2 separate regions of the Oryctolagus cuniculus genome follow, and region 2 is linked to region 1. Evidence: chromatin contacts called from public Hi-C data. All regions are on one chromosome and are shown on one strand. The core of a region is the stretch at or near the end of the contact, and the rest is flanking DNA. Distances in the headings are between cores, read along the strand shown. Region 1 holds the start of MEIG1 (meiosis/spermiogenesis associated 1). Region 2 holds the start of LOC100353195 (acyl-CoA-binding domain-containing protein 7).

Region 1 (6,677 bases), core at 3,120-5,619:
AATAATGACAATTTTGAAATTCCCTTTAAGAATGTACAGAACTGAAATATATGTGTGAGAACCCTTTTAAATATATTAAAATTTTAACATTCAATTCCAACATTAAAAACGATTTATGCTCTATTTTGGAAAAAATAATCCAAAAAACAGAAAGCCCTGAAAGATACAGAGAGAACTGTTTATTTCTTCAAATAAAATTGCATTCCAGAGTTATGGAATGATGTCTTAAAAACTATATAACAATGTGTTGTTTCAGGTAATAGCTTGCATATCTCTAAAACACTCATATTTGTAACTATAGATTGTTAAAAAAAATCCCATGACCACTACATTTAATTGTAATCAAATTATATTCTCTGTCTCTTATTTCTTAACAAAGACATGTACAATCAGTCTTCTTGCTCTCTTCCCTGTGATGTTGCTGGGAAGAGATCCATTCTTCCTTTTCCCGTTTCTTAATTGCTGGGAGCCAATTACTGCAATCCATTCACTCAGGTTACTGTGGCACATAATCCCATGCTAGACCAATGTGAGAAGATACACAATCATAAATTCCACTATAGCTATAGGGGTCAAGAGTCTGAGAGTACTGATTTTAAAATAGTGACCTTGGAAATATTCAGCTCTAATTTATTTAATTGTTTATTCAATAAACTTGCATAGCCAGGCTTTCAAAAATACAACCTTGCACTTATCTTTCTGTTACTTCTTATTAACAAATCTTATCAGACATTTAACTGAAATAAGTGACTGGTATGCCTAGGATTTTCACCAAGATTCTTTGAATCCATTCTCCCATTAAGATATAGTTCTATGGACTTCAACACATTAAAATCAGACTTCACAAAGTAGATCCTGTAAATTAACTAATATTTTTAAAGTTTTTTTTTATCACAATGACAAATGCTCACTATAAGAGGTCAAGAAATACATTAAAGTGCAAAAAGGAAAGGGAAGATCATCCTCACAGGAGTTAGAAATAGCCATCCTTACTGAGTAAAGATCATCCCAAAAGGTTTATAAAAAGGAGTCTTATAATAAATGCTTTTACAAGAGTCATAAATTTAGCATTATGTGGATTTGATGGGGGGGGGGGAGTAGAGAAAACCAAAATTGGTGGATTTGCTGAAATTCAGAGGCATGCTCCTCTGTGTGAAAGATGTAGCCTAAAAGTCCTCTGAGTAGCGAATAAAAAAAAAAAAAAGACAATTCTGGCAGAACGCTGAGTCACCTGTTTCCCAGTCACACTCAGGCACTGACTGGCTCTTCTCTGTGAAAAATAAGGAGATTGGTCTGTGCTATGCTACACCCCTCTAGATTGTTACATTACTTACTTAACACTTACTTAGCATTTACTCTCTATTCTGAACCGTCTTTCCCACAGTTGTTTGGACTAATTTGCAGATTTAAAGGAATTTAAATGAAGTTATTTGAGCCATAGAGTTCTCATCTTGATGAAAGTAGCAAGTACATAAAGTGGGTATATCATTATGATTGCTGTTTAGATTTTCTTCCAGTGAGCATACCAACATGTCTGTTGATCAGACCAAAGGAAATTAGAATTTTGTTAGTATGGACTTTAAAAAGTTTTCTATCTTTATTTAGATTTAGGCTCATGTTGGCATTTTAACGCAGTTCACTCTTACAGTACTCTTTGAATTTATGTAAAATCTGTACTATCTGACAGAACAGTTATAAGTAAGCCATGTTTCAGTGAAACTATGCCCTTTAATTCTGGTCACTGAACCACTGGTACACAATAGATAAGGGAGCTTCTAAAAGTTCTTGGAAAATTCACATTTTAAAAAAGATTTATTTATTTATTTGAAAGAGAGAAGGAGAAACAGATCTCCCATCTGCTGGTTTACTCCCCAGATGACCACAAAGCCAGGGGCCCGAAGCTTCATCCAGGACTCTCACATGAGTGCAGGGCCCAGGCACTTGGGCCATCTTCTGAGGCTTTTTCCCAGGCCATTAGCAGGGAGCTGGATAGGAGTGGAGCAGCTGGGACAAGAACCGGCGCCCATATGGGATGCTGGCGCTGCAGGCAGTGGCTTTACCCACTATGCCACAGTGCCAGCCCCTTCACATTTTCTTTTAATTCCATTTTCCTTGAACTTTTTTTTTTTTTTTTTTTTTTTTTTTTTTTTGACAGGCAGAGTGGACAGTGAGAGAGAGACAGAGAGAAAGGTCTTCCTTTTGCCGTTGGTTCACCTTCCAATGGCTGCCGTGGCCGGCACTCTGCGGCCAGCGCATCGCGCTGATCCGAAGCCAGGAGCCAGGTGCTTCTCCTGGTCTTCCATGCGGGTGCAGGGCCCAAGGACTTGGGCCATCCTCCACTGCACTTCCGGGCCATAGCAGAGAGCTGGCCTGGAAGAGGGGCAACCGGGACAGAATCCAGTGCCCTGACTGGGACTAGAACCTGGTGTGCCGGCACCGCAAGGCAGAGGATTAGCCTAGTGAGCCGCAGCGCCAGCCTAATTCCATTTTCCTTGAACTTTAAGCCCCCTTATACTAGTTACAACAAACAAATGAGTTGGATATAAATATGTTACAGCCTAATAATACATTTACATATACAATTATAGAATATATATAACAGAAAAAAGAAACTAAGAAACACAAAGTATAAATTCACTGTATTAAAGACACTCAAAATTAGTCATGTTTTTATATGAATTTGGTGGCTTACATTGCTTTTATGGATCAAATGTATTTTCTAAAAGTAGTGATACAACCTTAATTTTTTTGCTTTATCAATTTTTGTTTCAGGCTTGACTTTTTGTTATAAAAATTCTTGTTCACATTCAGGCAGAAAATAAGTTTTTATGAATGTCATCATTTTTTATTTCAAATAATTATGTCAACTATGTTATACAAATACTACATTTAATAGAAAAAAGAAAATAGGCAGCATTCAGTTGAACTTCTGGAGAAACTACCATTTGTCTTATTAGAAATGCACATCTTGATATTTTGTTTTCTCAAAAGTCTAAATGGAACATGAATGTAATTTTCACTATGATAGGAACCCTAGTTGCTACTATAACTCTGCTCTATAGTATCGGCACAGATTCCTTTTTTAGGGGAGTCAGGGTGTCACTCTTAACACAAAATGAAGTTACAACTAGCAAAGATGAACTTCCAGTTCCTTGATGACATGTTTCAGTGAAATTCAGTGGCAAACTAATTCTGCTAGTTACAGCACTTTCAAACCAAATGGTTACTCTGCTACCATTTGTGGCTCCCAAACCAGCAAATGGTAATTCTTGAATCTCCAGTCTATGAAAACGGAACTGTATCAACAGTGTTAGGGCTGATTTGAGCATTAAAGAACCCTGCACCGATCTGCAGCCCTTGCCCATCTCAAGTTGCACTGTGACATTGGACGCCTCTGACGCAGGCAGTCACCCCAAACGACCCTGCGCGGAAAACCCTTTTACCTCCTTTCGCTCTGAAACGTGTGTTTACCTCCGTGGCAGTCAACCCCGTCAGCATCATCCTCCTGCGTCTCCCATTTCGCTCTTCCTCCCCTGCCCCCCTTTGATTATTTCCGTTACTAAGCGGCAGCAGGACGCGGAGGAGCAGCCCTTTACAGAACCCGGGTTAGGACGCTCAACGATCCTGGACTTCTTGTTTCAGAACCGGCACAGAAGAATCGCATCAGAGGGTCTCCAAAGTCCTTCAATTCCCCAACCAATGTTGGGTTTGCAGACGAAACACAAAAGAGGTTCCCCAAATACGCCTTGGCGTCCTCGGGCCAGGGTGCTGAGCTGCGTTGGTGCAGCGTAAGAGCGCCCCTGTGGGAGCCCCACAGCCGGCACGCCTCCCCAGTCCCTCAGAAATCACTGTGCTTGGAGCAGGCCATGACGGACAAAGTATTCTAAAACCAGTGATCTAAGGATTGAGTCCCCACAGTCACAACCGCTAAAGACAAAGGGGGGCACGCGACGGCCAGGAGCCTTACAGGATAACCAGACCCGAAACTCAAGAGGAGCCAAAGAAGGCCATTCGTTAAAAAGCAGTGTGGATGTGAAAACTCAGGAACCAGAGGAGAAAGGACACAGGCAGCACCCAGCGGCTGCGGCGGGCCGGTGAGGGCGAGGGGCGGAGGGGCGGAGCCTGGGCTGGCCCGGCTGCATGGGCGTGGGCAGGGGCCAAGCCCCCAGCGACGCACCCACCCACCCCTGGGATTCGGCTCTCCGTGGTTACCCTCCAAGCAGGAGAGGACCGGGGCGCTGCACCCGGGAACTCGCAGGCGGGCGCGGCGGTGCTCGCGTTCTCCACTCGAGATCTGTAGGCCGGAGCAGCGGCAAGCCAACTGCCGCCGCCTTTGCAACCCTCGTGTCGCCTAGCAACGCGTGGGCCGCTCAGGTCCCGCCCAGTTCGCGCGTCACGCCCCCTGGGAGCGGGTCTTTGTGCGCATGCGCAAGGGCTGGTGCTAGTGTGGCGTGGGAAGCGGTGCGGGGTCTTTTGACAAGTTAATGACGGAGCGAATGTGGGTAATGGGCCTGGGTATATCCATGAGCAGAGGTGAAGTGAGATGTGTTATTTGCTGTCCTTTGAGCCCCAGCCGGAGTTCCTAAGAAAGCGGTTTCTGGTCCTGACGGGACTCTAGTGTCTATTACTGTGTGGGGACTGAAAGAACGAATCCATAGGGCGAGGCAAAATACCGATGGCATTTAGTAAACCTACAGTAAATGGTATTTTTCTAACATTACCTTCATTATATTTAAAATACCATCTATGTTAGTGAAAAGTGATCAGATTCAAGATATATCTTGAACATAGAGCTATCATAATTTGCTGATAAATTACAGTGGAAGAAAAAGAGGCAATGGCTTGGTGCTAGAACCAGTACAGGCGGAGCAGCCCTAATAAGGAGGTTCAAAATGCTAAAAAATCTGACACTTGAGTACAGACATGACCCCACTAGCAGGAAATTCCACACCTGACCTCCTGTCATGGGCCACAGTCAAAATGCAGGTACACTAAAAAGAATGTATAAAGTTATCCTTAGGCTAGATCTATACATGAATTTCATGTTTAAGTTGGGTCCCATCCCCCAAATACCTCATTATGTGTGTACACATATTCCAAAATCTGATGAAGCACTTGGCACTTCAGCTAAGGGATACTCAACCTATAGTTAAAATTTTAGAGTTTGAGCTAGTTCTTAAACACATGCCATAGTACAAATTATTTAAACTTCTAATTAAATGAGTCATATCAAAACAAAGCTAACACATATTAAAAGTAAAATAAGGCCGGCGCCGCGGCTCACTAGGCTAATCCTCCTCCTTGCGGCGCTGGCACACCGGGTTCTTGTCCCAGTCGGGGCGCCGGATTCTGTCCCAGTTGCCCCTCTTCCAGGCCAGCTCTCTGCTGTGGCCAGGGAGTGCAGTGGAGGATGGCCCAAGTCCTTGGGCCCTGCACCCCATGGGAGACCAGGATAAGTACCTGGCTCCTGCCATCAGATCAGCGCAGTGTGCTGGTCGAAGCACACTGGCCACGGTGGCCATTGGAGGGTGAACCAATGGCAAAGGAAGACCTTTCTCTCTGTCTCTCTCTGTCTCACTGTCCACTCTGCCTGTAAAAAAAAAAAAAAAAAAAAAGTAAAATAAGCCTAAAACCAAAACATCAGCTCCATCTACTTACTGTGATACCAAATTTTATTTCCTCAGCCTAAATCTTCCTCTGGATTTTACACTTGTATATTCAACCAATATTCAACATCTATTTGGTTGTGCAAAACAACTCCTGAAACTTCTACCTTTCACTGGTCAAAACCCCTGCTCCTTCCTTGTGTTTCCCTTTTAGTAGGTAACACCTAGAATCCCTCTTTCTCTTACCTTTCATTCCTTTCCGGAAGTAAAACCTTTTGGCTTTACAGCTCTCATCCAAGTCCAGGCCACCATCATTTTTCCCTCTGGTCCTTGCAATAGCCCCCAACAGTTCTCTCTTGCCACTTTCCACATCCCTATTGTCTGTTCTCAGTGCAACAGTCAGTGCAGTCCATTTAAAGTCTAAGTCATGTTGTGTCACTCTGGTTTATAGCTCTGCAATGGCTTTCCATCTTCTGCAGAATAAAAATCTGTCCTTACAAAGCCAGCGACACACTACGAGATTTGTATACAACCCTGACTCCCTTTCTCTGTAACTGTGGATCATTTGGCCCCACCACACTGGCCTAACAGTACTTAGCACACAGTAGATGCTAAAGCAGTATATTTTATTAGTATATTTAACCCGATCCTGTGGAAGGAATATGGTAAGGGAGCTAGGGGAGTGGTGGTTTTCTGGGATTTGAATCCAGATTCAAATAACTGGCAAATATTCAAATAATAATCCAGATGCAAATAACTAGTTCTAATAACTACCAACATGCTCTTGTGCAAGTTCCTAAGCCATAGTTTCCTCAACTGTGAAGTGAGTACAAAAATGGTCAATCCGATGGGTTTGTTGTGAGGATGAAATAATAAGTGTGAAACACTCTGGGAGCTGCTACATAAATGGTAGAGAGTATTTCAATCAGAATGTGCACTCCATGATCACAGAGATTTTTGTAAACTTTCCTCACTACTGTATGTTTAGAGCTGAAAACTCAAGAACAGTGTCTGATCCATAGTAGAGGGCCAGTGACTATTTGCTGAATGAATAAATTAATCCTCACTATT
Region 2 (6,279 bases), core at 714-3,213, 260 kb after region 1:
TACTAAGATGATGCTCAAATGATAAATCTGGAACCTTAACAGGGACAAAGAATTAGACAGATTTTCTTCCCATAATTCTAGTATTTCAATGAGATCTGTGTGTCTGTTTTTAGGATTCCATGTTTAATTCTCCATAATGAACTACTATAATCCATTTTCTGAAACAAAAGCCTGTTGTTGTACTCAATCTCATGGTAGCTTATTCTTTTTTTTTTAAATATTTACTTGAAAGGCAGAGTGAAGAAGAGATACAGACAAAGAGATCTTCCATCTGCTGGTTCATTCCACAGATAGCTACCATGAGCTGGGCCAGGCCAGAGCCAGGAACATTGAACTCCATCTGGGTCTCTCACATAGGTGGAAGGGGCCCAGGTATTTGGGCCATCTTCTGCTGCTTTCCCAGACACATTAGCAGGGAGCTGGATTGGAAGCAGAGCAGCTGGGACTGGAACCAGCTATCTGATACAGGATGCTAGCAACACAGAAGGTAGCTTAACCCACCACACCACAATGCTGCCCCAACTGCCCTTTTTCAACTTTCTACATGTGATAAAAATCAGATTATACTTTAACCTTGTGTAACTTGCAGTTTTTGACCAAAAGCAATGCCACTTTTTGTAGTGTTTACTTTATGGTCAGTTAGGTACTATGTAGGCTATCAAAATTTATATAAACCAGATTCCAAAATGGGAAACAAGCAGAGCATAGACTGAAAAAAAGGAGGAAAATATGTACGAGGATACTTCAAAAAGTTCATGGCAATGGAATTAAAAGACCAGGGTGGGCATTTGGCCTAGCAGTTCAGACACCAGCTGGTTCCTCTGCAACCTGATTCCCGCTTCCCGGTGATGCATACCCTGGGAGGCAGCACGTGATGCTCAAGTGATGGTGCCCTGCCTCCCGTGTGGGAGACCTAGACTGGGCTCCAGCTCCTGACTTCGGACCAGCCTTGTTCTGGCCACTGTGGGCATCTGGGGTGTGAACCAGGACTGTGGTCTTGTCTTTCTGTCTTGCAAAGAAATAATTTTTTTAAAAAAGATTGTATTTTGGTGCAAAAAAAAATCTATTAAATCTATGCGGTTTCTTCATGATACTCATTTTTCATGGCTGTTCTGAAGACCCTCGTGTGCATGGATTTAAAAAGAAATTTTGCACCACGAGAAACTCATCTTTTAATTTCATTCTCCAAGGACTTTTTGAAGCACCCCCAGTATGAGAGGGTCAGGATGGTGGCTCAGGTTAAAGCGGAAGAGGAAAAGGGGCGGGGGTGAGCAGCTCATTAACAACCTACTGAGGTGTGTAGTGCACAGCCAAGTGTAGAGCCCCGACCTTAACACTCTCCCTCCGCTGTTTTCACCGACTGCCGGCGACACCCGAGTCCGCTCCTAACTGCCCTCTGCGTTGGCTGCAGTAACCACCGCAGAGGATGCCGTGTTCCGGGATGCGAAAAGCCCTACTCTTCCTCTCTACATTATTCCCAGGATTACATTACTGCCTGGGAAGTGTCTCACCCACCCATCCACCCCCCACCCGTTTCTCTTCTTTCCAGGGCGGTGGGTCGTGCGCAGGGATCCGACGGAGAGTGAGGGACTGGGGCAGCAAGGGCTGGGGTTTTGCGTCCCTAAGGAGGGAAAAGAGCGAGCTAAGACTTACAAGGCTCTGAAAGACGGAAACCGAGCTAGAAATAGGAGGGTGCAGACAGGAGCAAAGACGCCCTGAGGGAACCAGCCTCCGGGGAGTTTCACCGGTTGACTGTCTCCCAACCCGCAGGCTTGGAGAACTGGACGGTCTCCCAACCCGCAGGCTTGGAGAACGCGGCGGCAACTCACCATGGCAACCCTAAGATCTCGCGAGAAGCAAGCTGCGCCGCGCACACGCCGGAGCCTCCGCTCCCGGTTCAAAGCTGAGGCCTCGCTCTGTGGCTTCCCCGCAGCCCGACATCGGGTGGGTGAAGATCCTTACGGCGGAGTAAACCAACGCGGAGCGCGCTCAGCACCTCCGCCCAGCCCCAACAGCGAGAGGAAGGCGCTGCCGGCAGGCGAGGGCTGTGCGCAGGCGCGGCGCAGGCGCACGTGCAGCCGCCGCCGTGGTCCGCTGGGAGACGCGAGCTGTAAGTGGAGCTGGGGTGCGGGAGAAGCCAGGCTGGGGAGGAAGGACCCCGGCCCGGGTGGAATCGAGCCTGGGTCTCCGGCTGGGTCCGGAGGCCGAGGTCGCGGCCCCGGCCACGCACGGTAGCCAGGGCTTCCTGGGGGCCTGTCGCGCAGCCGCGGGGCTTCCGGCTACCTCCCGGGACCAGCGCGCGCTTCTACTTGGGCTCCTCTGGGTGCCTGGATTACCGCACCTGGTGGGCGGGGGAACTACAAAGATAAAACCCCACCCTGACCTTTCTGCCTTCCACTGCTCCGCGTGCATTGAGGGGCTGAAGGGAGGCGTGGTATTCCAGGCAGTATAGACAGGGAGGGGAGAAACTAATGGCTTAGTGAGTATGCGTGTGGTTTGGTGTTGAGTGTAAAATGTGCTGGGGGGAGTGTAGGGAGAAAGGCAGGTGAGACATGGGGTCAGAGCGTGGAGGGCCTTCCGTGGCACCGTCAGTTTGCAGTTGGGGATCGAGCGGGCATTTAGCCTACCAGTTGAGATGCCTGTGCCCCACACTGGAGTGCCTGGGTTCAAAACCCAGCTGCAGACCCCAGCTTCCTGTTGATGCAAACACTGGGATCCCTGAAATGGTAATGGCTCAAGTCATTGGGGTTCCTGCCACCCACCTGGGAAAACCGGATGGTATTCCTGGCTCCAGCCCCAAATGCCGCCCCGCCCCGCCCCGCCCCAGGCCTTCTGGAGATAGAACCAGGAGATAAGAACCCTCTTTGTCTGGGTCATTTGCCTTGACTCTATTGGAAGTAGAGGCTCGGAGACATAGTTCGGAAGGCACCTCAGCGAGGTCTATTTTCCCAAGCTATTCTTACAGTATTTTGTTTCTGGATTGTACTGCATGAACTTCTGCTTATCCAAGCCACTTACACCTTTTTATCTCCCCCGCCAGGTTCTGCATTCAGAAGTTAACGCCTCTTGTTACCCCTCTGGAGCACAGAGCTGTAAGTCTCTACCCCTGCTGTTCAGATGCTGAACATCTTAAGGGACTTGTGTTTTGGCAAGATCCCTGTGCAGTCGCATTTGTCTTGCTCCTCACTTATTTCCCCTTCCTGACCAGCTTTAACCTGATGCCAGCAGTTAGCGATACTTAAGTGGATTTGGAAGAATCACTTTCCTTCCCAGTTCCCTGAGCTTGTCGGGATGCTGGGGAGGGCAGTGTGGTGGGCCCGAAGGAAGCAGCGTAGGCAGCAGTGCCCAGCGTGGGTACTACTGACACGACTGGGGTTTGATCTCTGACCCCAGGGAGTGGAATTTAAGTTTTCTGTGGGAAGGTGACTGGGAGGAGCGTCACAGCTGAGGAGAGGCGAGGGCCATTTCTCAGAGCTGCCCGGTGTGGAAGGGCGGCCTCTCCCACACCTGCAGTTGCTCATTCTGGTTCTCTGTCAGGTTCACCTGGGCAGCTTTTCACTAACACAGATGCCCTGGCCCTATTCTCAGAGATTCTAGGTGAAGACCAACTATCTGGATAAATATTTTTAAAGCCACAGGTTATTTCTGAGGTGCAGCTAGGACTGAATAAGCAGAAAACTGGGATTTGGAAAACTACTTGTGACTTGGCGTAGTGAGTCTGTTTCCTCACTCCCACCTTGGGGAGTTCTGCAGGAATGTTTTGAGAATCAAGGAGCACACGCAGCAGGGGCCTTGTATGTTCTGACATGTTGCCCACACACTCTCGGAGAGCATGTAGCTTCCATTAGCTTTGCCACGAGGGTGCCCATGGTTCTCAACTGAATGCCAGATAGAAGGCGAGGAAAGGCAGGCCTAGGCAGTCGCCCTGAGGATAGGGAGGGTATGCCCTAGACCAGTGGATCCCAGCAGTAAGGATCCCTCTTCTTGCTTTTCCTTACTGAAACAATGTCTTTAAGTCTCACCACCACGTTTCCTCAGTTTTTGTAAAGTTGCCAGGGAGGGAAGTCAGCTTGGAATAACCGTGTGGGGAGGGGCAGGGGAGATACAAGTATACCTCTGCCTGTGCAGTCAGTGTTTCAGGACGGATATACAAGAAACTGGGTGCAAGGAGGAAGGCAGAGTCACAGAAGGGAGCACACGGCTCAGGTCTTGACAGAATCACAGTTGGTTAATTATGAATGGCAGAGGTCTCCTGGGCCCCATGAATCCCAGGGCCTAGAACTCCATCCACACACTGCAGGTGCTCAGTGAACAGGAGTCCCAACTAGAGAGCACTTTAGAAAATGGAAACAAATCTATAAGATTAATGCCATACAGCCCCCAAAAAGAGAATTATGAACATTTTGAATGAATAAACAAGTGGAATTTCACCGATTACAACCATGCAGAACATTCACATCCTGCCTGTGAATAAAGACAAAGTCATGAGACAAATGGGGAAAGTTAATCTTGAAAGAGGTTAAATGTGTGGTCACCTAATTGGTCTACATACACATGCTTGCTATAGCTTACCAAGAATCCGTACGACCAAGGTACTCTGAAGGCGTGCATTTCTAGCTAACATGACTTTTCCATTGTCATTTTGCATCTCTGAAGGATTTTCCACGATGGCTGCGGCCCCTCAAGCCCCAGCACGGGGATCTGTCCGGAAGACGAGGCCTCTGGTTGTAAAGACGTCCTTGAACAACCCATATGCCATCTGCTGGAGTGAGCTGGACAGGGACCACATGCACTTCATCCTCCAGACCCTGGAAGACAGGTTTAGATCAATTGGACTTCAGAAGATTGAGGATAAGAAGAAAAAGAAAAAAACTTGTGTCAAAAAGCAAAGCCGAGAAAAATGCAACCTCGATGCTGATATTGGCGAGGCTCTGGACGAGAGAGAGGCAGACGCTAAGCAGCCAGCCTCGGGGTGGTCGCCTGTGCACATCAGGAAGCAGCTGGCCATCGGCGTCAACGAGGTCACCAGAGCCCTGGAGAGGAGCGAGCTGCTGCTGGTGCTGGTGTGTAAGTCGGCCAAGCCTGCCATCATCACCTCTCACCTGATCCAGCTGAGTGTGAGCAGAGCCGTGCCTGCCTGCCAGCTTCCCCGGCTCAGTGAGAGAATCGCCCCGGTCATTGGCTTGAAATGTGTCCTAGCCTTGGGGTTTAAAAAGAACTCCACGGACTTCGTGGATGAAGTCAGTGCCATCATCCCCAGAGTACCCGATTTAAATGTACCCTGGCTTCCAGACACAACTGAAGGTTCCGGGGAGGCTTTGGAAAAGCCAGGCGGAGAGATTTTGGAAACTTCATTTGAAGACCTCTCAAAACCCAAGAGGAAACTTGCAGAAGGTCAGCCAGCCTCTGCTGTAGCGTTACAGCCCCTTAAAATAAAGAAACTGATTGCAAACCCTAATAAGAAAAGGAAACCACCCAAAAGTAAAAAGACAACTTCAAAGTAATCTTGTGTAAGCTTGTCATCTCATACAATTTTTCAAAGGATATTTTGTAAAGATGCCTTGAAACAATAAAAGTAAGTTTAATTTATGTATGTTCTTAAGATCCTATTTGAGTGCAGGCATGGCGGTGGTGGGAACTGGACCCAGCTCGGGAGCAGGTGGCAGGCCCGGCCCGGGAGTGGCTGCAAATGCAGCAGCTGCAGAAGACGGAGAGACGAAGCCGGCTGCACCAGTAGTAGCCGCTCTGGCTGGAGAGGGGACGTCTGCTGCTCCCGCGGCGGAGCCCAGATGGGGAGAAGCTGAGAGTGGGGATGCCAGCTTGGCGGATATAAGCAGCGGTTTAAAGATGGAATCCACGAATGGGAAGGATACACTAGACGGCGCCGGGGACACATCGGAGGTGATGGACGTGCAGACGGGTTTGGTGGATGAGAACTGCTGGCAGCTGGGGGAAGTGGAGCTGCAGTGTGGCATCTGTACGAAATCGTTCATGGTAGAGACTTTTGGCATCGACACTTCATCCTGCCTGCCTTTCATGACTAACTACAGTTTTCATTGCAATGTTTGCCATCACAGTGGGAATACCTATTTCCTCCGGAAGCAAGCAGACTTGAAGGAAATGTGCCTTAGTGCTTTGGCCAACCTTACATGGCAGTCCCGAACACAGGATGAGCACCCGAAAACCATGTTCTCCAAAGATAAGGATATTATACCATTTATTGATAAATACTGGGAGTGCATGACAACCAGAGACCTGGGAAAATGACTTGGCCAAAAA

The links. Hi-C and Micro-C count contacts between places; a contact is called where the count stands out from the background.
Region 2: a contact with region 1 is called in a Hi-C map of psoas muscle, with 7 times the contacts expected there. The contact joins the promoter of LOC100353195 here to the promoter of MEIG1 in region 1. A contact is called at or near these places in 2 of 6 Hi-C or Micro-C datasets (psoas muscle and an unstated tissue).

The regions. Positions count from the first base shown.
Region 1 is chr13:40,944,453-40,951,129 of mOryCun1.1, forward strand. It overlaps MEIG1 (meiosis/spermiogenesis associated 1), which reads right to left and starts at 4,370. Exons shown (of 3, transcript XM_008268325.4): 1 at 4,213-4,370.
Region 2 is chr13:41,208,308-41,214,586 of mOryCun1.1, forward strand. It overlaps LOC100353195 (acyl-CoA-binding domain-containing protein 7), which reads right to left and starts at 1,964. Exons shown (of 3, transcript XR_011381481.1): 1 at 1,830-1,964. It overlaps LOC100351937 (ribonuclease P protein subunit p38), which reads left to right and starts at 1,850. Exons shown (of 4, transcript XR_011381477.1): 1 at 1,850-2,110; 2 at 3,041-3,092; 3 at 4,657-6,279. It also overlaps the pseudogene LOC100348920.